Regions from separate parts of the Mus musculus genome. Here region 1 is linked to region 2. The links are chromatin contacts, called in public HiChIP or PLAC-seq maps. All regions are on one chromosome and are shown on one strand. The core of a region is the stretch at or near the end of the contact, and the rest is flanking DNA. Distances in the headings are between cores, read along the strand shown. Region 1 overlaps Tspan18 (tetraspanin 18). Region 2 has its middle 11 kb from the start of Gm32627.

Region 1 (5,961 bases), core at 832-3,331, 72 kb after region 2:
GGACATTTACAAATTCCAAAATAGACTTTAGCATATGACGTGTGTGTGTGTGTGTGTGTGTGTGTGTGTGTGTGTGTGTGTGTGTGTGTATCAGAGTTCCTGGGGATGAAGGTGCTGGGTTCAGAACCCAGGTAGGCCAGGGGCTTGGGACAGGATAATGGGGAGCATGAGCCACAGGTCCAGTCTTAGCTCCTCGCCTGTCAGATACAGCTGTCCCTTAGGCCACTGCTCTGGGACAGGAAGTGGCTGTTCTGCTCACTACTGGCTGAGGCATCTTGGGGTGAAGGAAGAGCTCCCCTCCATTCCTCTGGGAGTACACAGAGCAGCTCACCAAGCCCCACCAGGATGACCTCAGACAGCCTTGCAATGGCTACCAGCAAGCTCAGAGGGTGAAGACTGTGTCTGTCTGGCCCCATGAGGATGCTGAGAAGCTGGGTTGAATCAGGGCTACTTGGGAGCGCTTCAGCGTAAGTGTGGAAAGTTCTGGTGAGGGACTCTGATCTGCCCTGGAATTGCCTAGGCTCCATATCTGGCTTCTCAGTCCCTCCCTGTCCCAGCCCTGCCCATCTCTGGAAGCCTGGGCTAGTTCTGGGTGGCAGCCGCTGTGGTTGGGCTAAGTCCTCAACCTAGCCATGAACTTCCAATCAATAGCCAAGCCATTTGCCTTCCTAGACAGTTGGAGTCCAGTACGTGCTGGGTTCTGAGTCAGCCTGGGTCCTCTTAGTCTGGGGGTGCAAGCCAGCAGAGGGGCCCCCTGATCTGGTGACTCAGCCTCTAGGGAGCTTACTATGGGGATGCCAATTAAGCTGTCATAAAGACAACTTCCGTATAGCATTCAGAGACACCCACTCCCCGGAAGGCCAGGCTGGGTGAGGACCACATAAAGAGGAGAGAAAATGGGAGAAGTAGCCCCCCTTGCACCCAGACAGCAGAATAGAACAGGCTATGGCTATGACTCCCAGGTGGCAGAAGGGCAAAGGAAGGCTGGAGTTCAGGTCAGGCTCTTCCATCTGAGAGAGGAGAGCAGACACCTAGCTGTTCCTTCCACCACTGTTCCCCTTTTGTGCCCTTGGCAGACATAATTAATCAAATTTGAGATCCTGACAGACAACACTAATGGATTCAACACGGTCCTGGCAGGGTCAGGCATCTTGCAACTAGTTGCTAACCTAGCCTGCAGTTCAAGTTTGTGTGTGTGTGTGTGTGTGTGTGGGGGGGTGTTGGTTGGTTGGTTGGTTGTGAACCTATTAGTCTGGGGTGTTTGTTTGTGTGTGTGTGTGTGTGTGTGTGTGTGTGTGTCTGTTGGTTGGTTGGTTGGTTGTGAACCTATTAGTCTGGGGTGTTTGTGTGTGTGTGTGTGTGTGTGTGTGTGTGTGTGTGTGTGTCTGTTGGTTGGTTGGTTGGTTGTGAACCTATTAGTCTGGGTAATCTGAGCCTAGAGAGACTAACAAAATAAATGTTCAGCAAAAGGTCAGAAGGTGTCACGGTAGGAGATGCTGTGGGGTTAAGTCTGCAGACAAGAGGCATGACCTTAACCTCTAGAAAGGAGAGAGAGTGAAGGGGTACACAGACGGAAAAATGGAAACCCCTTCTGTCTGCGGAGGTGATGGTGACATCAGAGCATCTGAAGGCAGGAGGCTGAGTTGGGAGGTAGTGAGATCCATCCGTATGTGGAGGGATGCAGGGGTGAATTCTTGGCAGGGACCTTGAAGAACACATTCAAGCCTCAGCTCTGGGTAGAAAGAGAGAAATGAACAATACTGGGGTGTCTTCCACCTGGGAGAACAGGGGTGGGGCATGGCCCACGGGGACAGGTGATGTATCACAGTTGGATCTCTGACAGAGGTACAAGCAGGGCAGAGTGGACACAGTACGGACTGTAGAGCTGGATGCAGGCAGTTCCTGGCCAGTTTACATCGGGGTGGAGTCCTGGCTGGAGCGACAGCAGCCTGGAGATGACCTTGTCATGCACATGCTGTGTGACTGGACGGAAATGAAAGGGCCACCTTCTGATCCAGTGTCCACACACAGCCACCCTCAGCCAGCGGGAGCAGGGACCGCTTCGCTCTCCAGCAGATGGTGCTGCAGAGTCTGTCCTTGTGTTGTGAAAAGCCGGCTCCTTGGGGCCTGAGGACCGGGCTCCTCCTCCAGGATGTGTTTCTACCTCCTGGTTGCTCTGATCCTGGAAATGCTAAGAGAGGTGATCCGGGCCAAGGGACACTCCAGTCTGACAGGGCCAAGGGGCTCTGAGGCTGATGAACCTTTGGTCTCAGGAACAGCTGGTCCCAGGCCAGCCCTAGGTCCTTGTAGAGCCCATGCCCCTTGCTTTAGAGCCTAGGTGAGGCCCCTTCATGTCTGTCTTTTTTGTTTGTTTGTTTGTTTATTTAAAAATTAGCTCTATGCTTCTGGCCGTTTGGGCTGGCCTTGCTTCCGCCCCTGGGGCCAGAGGACAGGGAAGAGAAGGGGCTGGCTTCTGGGCAGTGGTGGGCTGAGTGTCTTCAGGCCAAGGCCTACTGGATGCCCCGGAAGAGGCACATGGCAAAGACCATGAGGAAGAGCTGCAGAGAAAGGGAGAAGATGATCTGGAGTCAGACTGGGTGCACGTCGAGGGGCTGCCCAGCACACCTCCTGAGGGGAATCGTGATTGTGACACTACCCGGGGCAAGCATCTGCTCGCCACTTGGGTAAAAAACAGGCGTTGGAAAGCAAGTCATCTGTTTAAACAGCTCAAATCTGTCTTTTTTGGGTTGGCAGAGACTTTAAGCAAAGCACAACCCTTCTTGGGCACCTGAGTGTGTACCGAGAGCTTACCATGTAAAGTAGGTTTCCAATGCTGTTAGCAGCAGCCTTTCTAACCAGCAGGAAGTGAGGCATGGAGATGTCGGAGATGTCTTACAACCTGATTTAGGTCACACAGCTTCAGTGGGGGTAACCTAGCTTGAGCAGAGACACACTTCCCCCCTCCCTCCCCCCACCCAGCCCTTGCTTCTAAGCCCCTGCGCTCTCGATAGCTCACCGGAAGCTGGTGAGGTTTCCAGAGATTGCAGTTCCCTAACCCTGACCTGTGGCTACATCGAGGCAAGGCTATGTGCAAATCCTTGAAATCTGCCCAGCCTCAGGAAGATCTGTGTGCCTCTTGTTGGTCTTAGCTCTCACAGGAGGCTTTGTCCACTTCCAGGAGTATTGGCACATACAGCAGGAGCTTAATATATGCATGCGGAATTAATGAATGATGCCTGTACTTCTCCTGTGACTTACACAGAACTGGTATCCTGAGAGACAAGGCACAGAGGACCCTGAACAAGGGCACATCAGAGTGCCAGGCGACCAGAGCTTCCATGAAAGGGTCCCCAAAGAGCAGGGAGTGAGGGCTGCACATTAGGCTACCTGGCCTCACTGCCCCAGAGTGCATCCCTGAACTGGGCAGGGGGGCAGTGAGAAGGGAATGCTGAGTAGTAACTCAAAAGTTGACAGCTACTCCGCTACGGTGTAGGTTCTGGGGCACTGGGATGAAGGATTCTAAAGCTCCATTGCCAAGTTTAAAAGACCCCTGACCATGTGCAAAGTCAGGACTCATCCAGAAGCCCCCGCCTTCCAGGCAGCTTGTGGGGTGTATCCTGCAAAGCGCACTTGGACTGCAGAGCTGGGGTGAGGTGAGGTGCCTCTCTGGGCCTGCCTGTTCCCATTGTCCTGGGAGAGGCACAGATCCGTAGCTCCAGGCCACAAGAATGGCTCTAGCAGCAGACGTTTGCAGTAGGCAGCGGCTATGAATCTGGGAAATAGGCTGAGCGTACAGACGCTGGGGCTTCCTCCCTCCCAGGGCCCCTCCACTCACCTCAATAGCCAGTACTCCAATGGCAAAGGCTCCGGCCAGGTAGACATAGGTTTCGAAGGTGTTGAGGATCACTGTATAACAGCCCTGGGAAGGAAAGGCCAGAGATGAAGCCACGGTATGGAAGTGTGGTCTGCAGTCAGGACCACTGTCAGTATTGAAGTCCCTGGCATTTGGCCTCAGGGCTCAGCAGCTGCAAGCTGGCATTTTTATACTGATGTGGGAGGAGGAAGCATCTGGTCAGTGGCAGAATGTCACCAACATCCCTCCCTCTGCCGCATCCAGTCCCCAAGACAGTCCCAAGGCTAACTAAGCCACAGACCTAGACTATGAGGAGATGTCCAAACACTCAGGCCTCCTGGTGCTCTGTAGAAGTGGGGGTCAGACATGCAGGGCAAAGCTGAATGGGATGGATCTCTTCAATCAGAATGTCAAATGGTGCCCCAGCCCCAGGTGGGACAGTATCTCACAGAGGTGCACAGTGCCCCACCAAGTCCCTCTCTTGACCTGCCTGGCTGCTGAGGGATTGACAGTCCCCCTCCCCAGGCTCAAGGCCAGGCAGCCCATCCTCAAACATTGCTCAGCTCTTTTCCCACAGCCTCACAGGAGCAGCTGCCTTCATGTGACTCATGTGCCTGCGGTCCCCTGGCACTGTAGGTGACAGAGCCAGATGAGCCAAGACCTCTCCCATTGGGCCCCAAAGACATTGTACTCTGTGTCCACTGTACCCCACTCCCATGCTGGCCACAGGTAAAAGTCACACACACACACACACACACACACACACACACACACACACCAGTCAGTGTTGGGGATCAGACCACTGAGCCATACTCACCCCCCAGCTCTGACTGAAATATATGCACTTTTTGGAGATGGGATCTAGGCTACACTTGAACTCTGTATAGTTGAGGATGTCCTTGAACTTCTACCCCTGGCTTTATCACCTGAGTGCTCATATTATCCAGTTTATGAGGGATTGGGTTGGAACCTAGTTTTTGTGTATGCTGCACAGGTCTACTGGCTGAGCTATATAATCTCAGCCTTTTGAAACATATTCTTTAAAAAACAACAGTTTTTTTTTTTCTTTTATGAGCACCTGAATATTCTTTGGGCCCAACTAGAGGACTTCCATGTGGACTGGTTGGTGGTGGGGCAGGGGTAGGAACTGTGCCCATCTATGTGGGGTATATATTGGATTTCAGGTTCTGATGAGGCTGGGGTCTTGCTGCTTCCTACATAGATTCCCAGTGTCTTTGGCCATGTGGACCTGGGGAGGCTATATCTGAGCACGCAGACAGTAAGACCTGATCAGAGACTGCGGCTACATGGGAGTCAACGTGTCTTCTACGTGGAGACTAACTAGGAACTGGGCAAGGGAGACCCCATTGTCCCTGGAGCCTCATAGAGTAGGTGGACATATTCTGCCTAGCACAAGTGACCTGAGCCGAGCAGAAGGTTGGCTGGTGGAAATTCCCCGGTGACAGGGAAGCCCTTGGCATGAGTGGACAGTGTGGACAGTGTTACCTACACCCAGCATCCCTCCTCCAGGGTCTTACTAGGTTCTATGTGCCCTGCATCATTTGGTTCTCTGTGTAGCCCCTACTGAGAAGTAGCTCATCTGTGGTTTACCTCCTTGCAAAATGGGAGAGAGCAGGTGGGTGGCTCCTTCGAGGCCACACATAGCAAGGGAAGCCCAGATTCAAAGAGGGGCCTGATAGTTCTTTCCCTCTACATAGAGGGGGTGGGAACTATATTTTAAAATGCCTGTCCTCATGTGGCCAAGCCCCTCCATCGGTGCCTGGAGTTGACTATGCCCTGGGTGTCACCCCACCATAAAGCATCCCCATCTGTCACAGGGAATGGAACATCACTTGCTAGATGCCTGTCATAGCACCTCCGATGTCCAGCTCCTGCTCACAGTCACCCCAAAACTAACTAGACATAGGGCAGCTGGTCCTGGGCAGCAACCCCTACATTCTCATCACTAGCATCCCATCTTAGGTTCCAGGATGAGCACCCCACCTCCTACCTGGGACTCCTGACTAGATATTTCAAAGGTACTTCACTCTCAATGTTCCCCAAACTTCACACACCATGTCCCCCAACCCAGAAGGCACAGAAACACC
Region 2 (5,838 bases), core at 831-3,330:
GTTTATTCCAGCAACAACAACAAAAAAAAGCAATGCAGTGCCCCCCTGCATGCCTCCAGGGACATTGCAGACAGCAAGCCCCAGCCTCAGAGCCAAGCAACTCCGTGCATTCCTTCTTGGCATGGTCACCATCCTTCCCTGGTGTTAAGGACATCTGCCCACTCGGAATCTTCTTCCTCTATGGTCTCACATACCTTCACTGATTTCTTAGGCTTACAAAATTGGAGCCAGGCGGTGGTAGCCATGCCTTTAGTCCTAGCACTCAGGAGACAGGGGCAGGTGAATCTCTGAATTCAACACCAGTCTGAGGGAGAGGGAGAGGGAGAGGGAGAGGGAGAGGGAGAGGGAGAGGGAGAGGGAGAGGGAGAGGGAGAGGGAGAGGGAGAGGGAGAGGGAGAGGGAGAGGGGAGAGGGGAGAGGGAGAGGGAGAGAAATGTGTTGGGGAGAATTCTGGATTTTATACCTGTTGTCCACTCCCCGTTGAAATTGAACATGGCCATGCCTCTCCAGAGAAGTAGGGTTGATCCATTCCCACAGCAGGACTCCATCTTATAGGATACTGTAGCTCTGGCATATAAGATATTGGAGGTGGGTGGGAGAGTGTTCACTGAAGGACCACAGTATGAGCCACTCACAAAAGCCGCCTTTCTCCTGGAGCGTATCAAACATCTGGTTGAAAGATACAGAATATGCTTCCAAGAAAACCCATTGGAACTCAGACTTTCAAGGTGGTGCAAGATAGCCTTGAAATCTTGGATGTCTCAAGTTGCCTCTCAAGTGTTGGAATTAAAGGTTTGCACCAGTTTATGCTATGCTGGGGATGCCACCCAGGGCTCCCCACATTAGGCAAGTGCTCTATGGGTTGCATTGTCTCCCTAGCCTGCTGGTCAACCTTCAGTGTGTCAGGAAGCTAGACCTGGGATCCCCAGCTAGGAGGCTCTGTTCTCTCCTATTCCACTCAATGCTGGGACTTACATAATTCAGAATGTTTTTCACAGACATCCAAGCTCAACCGTCCCTTCTAAAGCCCTTCCTGGAAGTTTTAGCTATGAGAGAAGTTCGGCGTCACACAGTGAAGAAAGGCATCCGTGTCTCAGTGATGACTCCGTGGCTGGGTGGCTTCCTGCAGCTGCAGGCTCCACACCTGCTTCCACGAGGTTTCCTCAATGTCAGGAATACACCACCATCTCCTTCCTCCTCTCTTGCCCATTTGGGTAGGGCCGTGTGGACTGTTTCCCATCTATCTCCTCATGAGCTATAGAGCCGTATAACATTGGCCAATGGCTCTTTAGTCGAAGTTCAAACCCACACCAAGGCATTTCCATCCTGGCTGGTCCCTATCAGCTGTGACATCTGAGATAAATTACTTAACCTCTCTGGGTTATCATTCTTTTTATACAAAATGGCAAGGGACCATTTTGTATGGAGGTTTTCACCTCTCTCTCCCTCCCTCCCCCCCCCCCTCTCTCCCTCCCTCCCTCCATTCCTTCCTTCCTTCCTCTCTCTTTGCTTTTGTTTTTCTTTATTTCAAGAAAGGGTTTCTCTGTGTCTCTCTAGTTGACCTGGAAGTCATTCTATAAATCAGGCTGGGCTTGAAGTTGGGTATCTGCCTGTTTCTGCCTCCTGACTGCTAGGATTAAGGGCATGGGACACTACACTCAGCTGAGGTTTGACTTTCAACCCACAGATGAAACATCTGTGCTGAGAGGAAGACAATGAGGCCTGGAACATATGAGGCTATTTCCTGCTCCAAGCCACACAATTTGAATTCAGTCAGGGGTCACTAGAATTTAAGTTCAGATTAATATGATCCCGAATCCACCATTTTCTCCTTTTTTCTTTCTTCCGTTCCCTATTTATTCACCAGCTACACTCCAACTGAAGATCTGGCAGGCTCAGCTTTATGACCCTGGTGTGCCTCCTGCTTTTCCTCCTGATGAGTCCCGAAACCCTCTGGGGTGGCTGCCAACAGAGTGGGTTGGGCTCTGCCCAGATGTCGCTCTGCCAGGACATGATGAAGGCTGGCTTCCTTTGCCGACAGTGATTGGCAGGTGTTTATTTCCTTTTAAGAAGCTAACAGCTGTGGTGTGTTTATGGTTTAATTTTTGTTTTCGTTTTCTCTTCCACCGCTACGCAGAGGGTAGAGAGAAGCACAGCTCTGCCTGGACACCTGCTCCCTCTGCCCTGGAGATGGACCTCTCCCAGGGGCAGAAGTCTGGGCCTTTGCAGAGGTTCACAGGGCAGGGCTGTCTGGGCAAGCCTACTGTGTGCTCCTTGACTCCGATTCTTACTGAAGATCAACTGATGACTGTCTTAGCTGTCCCAGGAGGCTCAGCTCATAGAAAACTAGGAGGTTTCTATGCTCAGGGCCTGGGGACAGGTGACCATTATAATGCTTCCCTGTGCAAGGTGTGGCTTCAGGGACAGTGTATTCTCTTACTGTGATTTGTTTGTTGTGTTATTTACGTTGTGTGTATGTGTACACAGTGTCAGCTCCCATCCGTACATATGTGGATCCAGAGGAGAATGGGGTGGCTTACTTTACTGTGTTCCACTAATATAATAATATCTATTATTCCCTTAAGACTGAACCTGGAACAAGGCAGACAACCAGTAAATCCAAGCCATCCTCCTGTCTCCATCCCATAACACTGGAGTTGTGGGGCCCACAGCCACACCCAGCTTTTAACGTGGGTGCTGGGATTCGATCTGAGTGCTGACCCATTCCCTGGCCCCTGATAGTCACTGATACATTTGGGCACTACTGAAGCTCAAACCAAGTGCTCCCTGCCTGCTATGCAAGTGCTCTCTCTACCAGTGGGCAACTCGGCAGCCTTTTATGTATCTTTTGAATGTGAAATGGTTTAAGACTTGGTTTCAATGGTTTAACAGTTGCAACAACAACCCTGAGAATCTCCACACAGATACCTTCACCCAGATGCCCCGCACAGATGCTGACAGTGACCTTGTTGGAATCAGATCTGCCCTAGGAAAAATTGAGATTCAAGCTTTATTCTGGTTTTCTCCAGCTCCTGCAATCCCATTTTTCATTTTCAGTTTTTACCATGTCCCCCAGTGCTGACTCAAGGCACTCCAGTCTCCAACCCGCGCCTGGCTCTTCCTTCTGTCTTTACCTTCTCAGTGTCTACTCTTACCCCGTGTTCGCTGTCACGTATGACACATTTCCATTTCAGACTGCGCCTGCCTGAGTTGCAGTTCTCAGTAGGGGACCTCTCCTTTTCTTCCCTCTGACCTCCCTTCCTCTGTCCTCTCTTTTGAGATTTGGGTGAGATGATTAGCCTTTGCTGTGGTGACCACTGTTTATTTTATTTTTGTTTGCGGTACTTCTCTGCTCTCGGACCGTTCATTTTCTAACCTCAAACTTCCCCAGTTGGCTCAAACTGGTCTTGGTATTTTAATTCATACCAGCCTTTCTCCAGTTCACCATCATAAGAGACATCCTCTTGAGACCTGCCTGAACTTGTAGGCAGATGACCTCATTGTGTGAGGAACCTTCTGCCAGCCCCTAGCTGCATGTCCTGTTTCCCTGATCCATAGATATATTTATGGTTCACTCTCTCATTCGAGTGGAGGGCATCCTCCAGTAGTTGTTTTTTTCTTTTTTTTTTTTTTAAAGGCAGCTGGAGGCAAATTTCTTGATATTTTGAATGTCTAGAGGTATATTCTCTCTCTCTCTCTCTCTCTCTCTCTCTCTCTCTCTCTCTCTCTCTCTCTCTCTGTGCTGTTGGTTCCTCTGGGACCTTAAGGACAGTTTTCAGTCGTGTTGTCATTCATAAGCCTGCTGCTGAGAAGCTCGAAGCTGCCCTGAGGCTCTCTTTAACTCTTTGGATGACAACATCCTCCATGCATCACAAGCACTACCATGCATTCCATGTGCCCCAAGCCTCTCTGCTGCTGCTCTGTGGTGGGAACCTGCCTTCACTGCCCTTGCCGAACCTTTCTAGGGTCCTTTCAGCCATAAGAGCCACATCTTTCCCTTGAGAAGTTCTCCTTGACTATTTTACTGACATTTCTTCCCCACATCCCCCATCATTTTTCATAGCATCCTTGTCTACTATGAGCTTTCTTTGTAGGGTTTGGGGAATTATGACCTATCGATGATCATATGGTGATCTCAAGTGTGCCCTGTCTACCTTCCTGGTTCTGTCCACCTCTAGGACTTCATATTTGTGTCACCCAGGGCCCTTCACCATCCTCTGGTCACCTGGCAGCTACCCCAAAGGGTGGTAAAGCCAGAGCCAAGCGTGGTAGCAGTGTGGTGTCCTTAGCTCTGTCTTCTTGATAATTGTTCCTGAAAGGATGCATACTTGCCCTGGAGGGAAGGCAGCTGATGCCAGCCTCCTATGCTAGACCACAGGTTCACTCTGCCTCCCTCCATCTCTCCTTATGCCTGGAGACCTTTAAGGTTACACCAGAGGTTAACTTAGAATTGGGAGTGGGCTGCATCTCATGGGCTGGGTTTCATACTGAATAAAAAGGAGGAAGAGGGCTAAGAACATGCATCTTTCTCTGCTTCTAGGCTACATGGGGTGACTAACCACCCCATGTCCAGCTACAGTGACTTCCCCAACAAGGTCGGACTGTTCCTTTGAACTGTGAGCCAAAATCGCCCCTTCCTTCTCGAGGTTGCCTTCCTCGGGCATTTGCCACTGCAATAAGGAAAGTGGTTAATATAGTCGCCTGCCAGAAAAGACTCTGCAGTGTCAGAGCACTAATCTGTATTGTAATTATATTCTTCTACACTTATCTTACTAATAACTGTCTACTGATAGTGCTGCCGAGTCTTGTATTTCTGGAGATGATGTACAGAGAGGTACAAGATACAGCCACAGAAAAACTGAAATAATTTAAAAAGCAGCCTTCAGTTTTATGCTGGATGCATACATGAGGTCAGAAGGCAACCTGCAAGGGTTGGTTCTCTCCTTCTAAGCTGTGGGTCCCAGGGGTAGAGCCCAAACTGTCAGGCTTGATGGCAGGCCCCTTCACACACCGACTCATCCTGTCTGCCCCAAACCACACTTTCAATGTGCTAATCAAAAACAGTAGGATCAAAAGGCCTCAGAGCTCTGAAAGGAAGCCAGAGCTGGAAAGGTCTCTGGTCTAGGGAGGGGCTGCCTTGCAAGGTCAACGGGAAATCACTTTAGCCTTGAGTGGAGTGCGATAGGCAGGGCAAACTAGAGTTTGGAAGACAGGAAGTCAGGGAAGCCAGCAGTGTGGAGATGCTCTGACGCAGGAGGAGGTAGTGTTGTCGTTCAACTTCCCACCGGCCCCACCTAAGGTCTCCTAGAAGGCAGAGATGTTAGAAACAGATGGAAATGAAGAAGGCCATGATGGTCTCACACATTCTCATACTGACTGTCTTGCTGAAGCGGCTGACCTTAGATAATAATAAAACCGATCTGAAACTGGAGCTCAAGACTGACAAGAGAAGACAGAGGCTGCCAAGGGAAGCTGATTACAGGTCATTTCAGCTCTCAATTCCAGCTGTACTGCACGTGAAGAGAAACACAGCACCCAGCTTCTCTATCTGCCTACCAGGCAGCGGGAGGGTCAGAGTCTATAGCAAACAAAGCACAAAATAAAGGGGAAGCTGTAGTATTTCCACCGCATTTTTTCCATACACACACTCAAAAATATAATGGAAGGAGACAGTAGAAGACCCCAGAAGCCAACTGAGAAAATGTGACTCATGACTAAGAGCTAATGCAGATAATGGGAGCAGACATGAAGCCTTCTCTGTGTATGAATATTTACGAGGAGAACTTAGAGGACAAAAATAGATGGTGTGTGTGCAGAAGTGGTGTTTCAGGGTTATCA

The links. HiChIP or PLAC-seq counts read pairs in DNA pulled down with a chosen protein or histone mark.
Region 1: a contact with region 2 is called in an H3K27ac HiChIP or PLAC-seq map of double positive thymocytes, with 7 read pairs. The contact joins two enhancer-like sites. A contact is called at or near these places in 1 of 15 datasets of contacts at CTCF or cohesin (thymocytes), 23 of 484 Hi-C or Micro-C datasets (the 63-12 cell line, the AtT-20 cell line, B cells and 16 more), 8 of 115 datasets of contacts at active chromatin or transcription factors (CD8 T cells, double positive thymocytes, effector CD8 T cells and 5 more) and 1 of 9 other capture datasets (liver).

The regions. Positions count from the first base shown.
Region 1 is chr2:93,201,865-93,207,825 of GRCm38.p6, forward strand. Tspan18 (tetraspanin 18) reads right to left here. Exons shown (of 10, transcript NM_183180.2): 9 at 3,836-3,919; 10 at 1-2,558. The coding sequence ends at 2,511. Among named protein-coding and RNA genes, the nearest start is that of Gm32824, 14 kb to the right of the region's middle. Within about 2 kb of position 2,082, at least 17 of the 459 cell types and tissues checked have an H3K27ac peak or open chromatin away from gene starts, as enhancers often do. A contact at or near this core is called in the 63-12 cell line, the AtT-20 cell line, double positive thymocytes and 1 more, where this site is marked.
Region 2 is chr2:93,130,316-93,136,153 of GRCm38.p6, forward strand. No RefSeq gene overlaps it. Among named protein-coding and RNA genes, the nearest start is that of Gm32627, 11 kb to the right of the region's middle. Within about 2 kb of position 2,081, at least 107 of the 459 cell types and tissues checked have an H3K27ac peak or open chromatin away from gene starts, as enhancers often do. A contact at or near this core is called in the 63-12 cell line, the AtT-20 cell line, double positive thymocytes and 1 more, where this site is marked.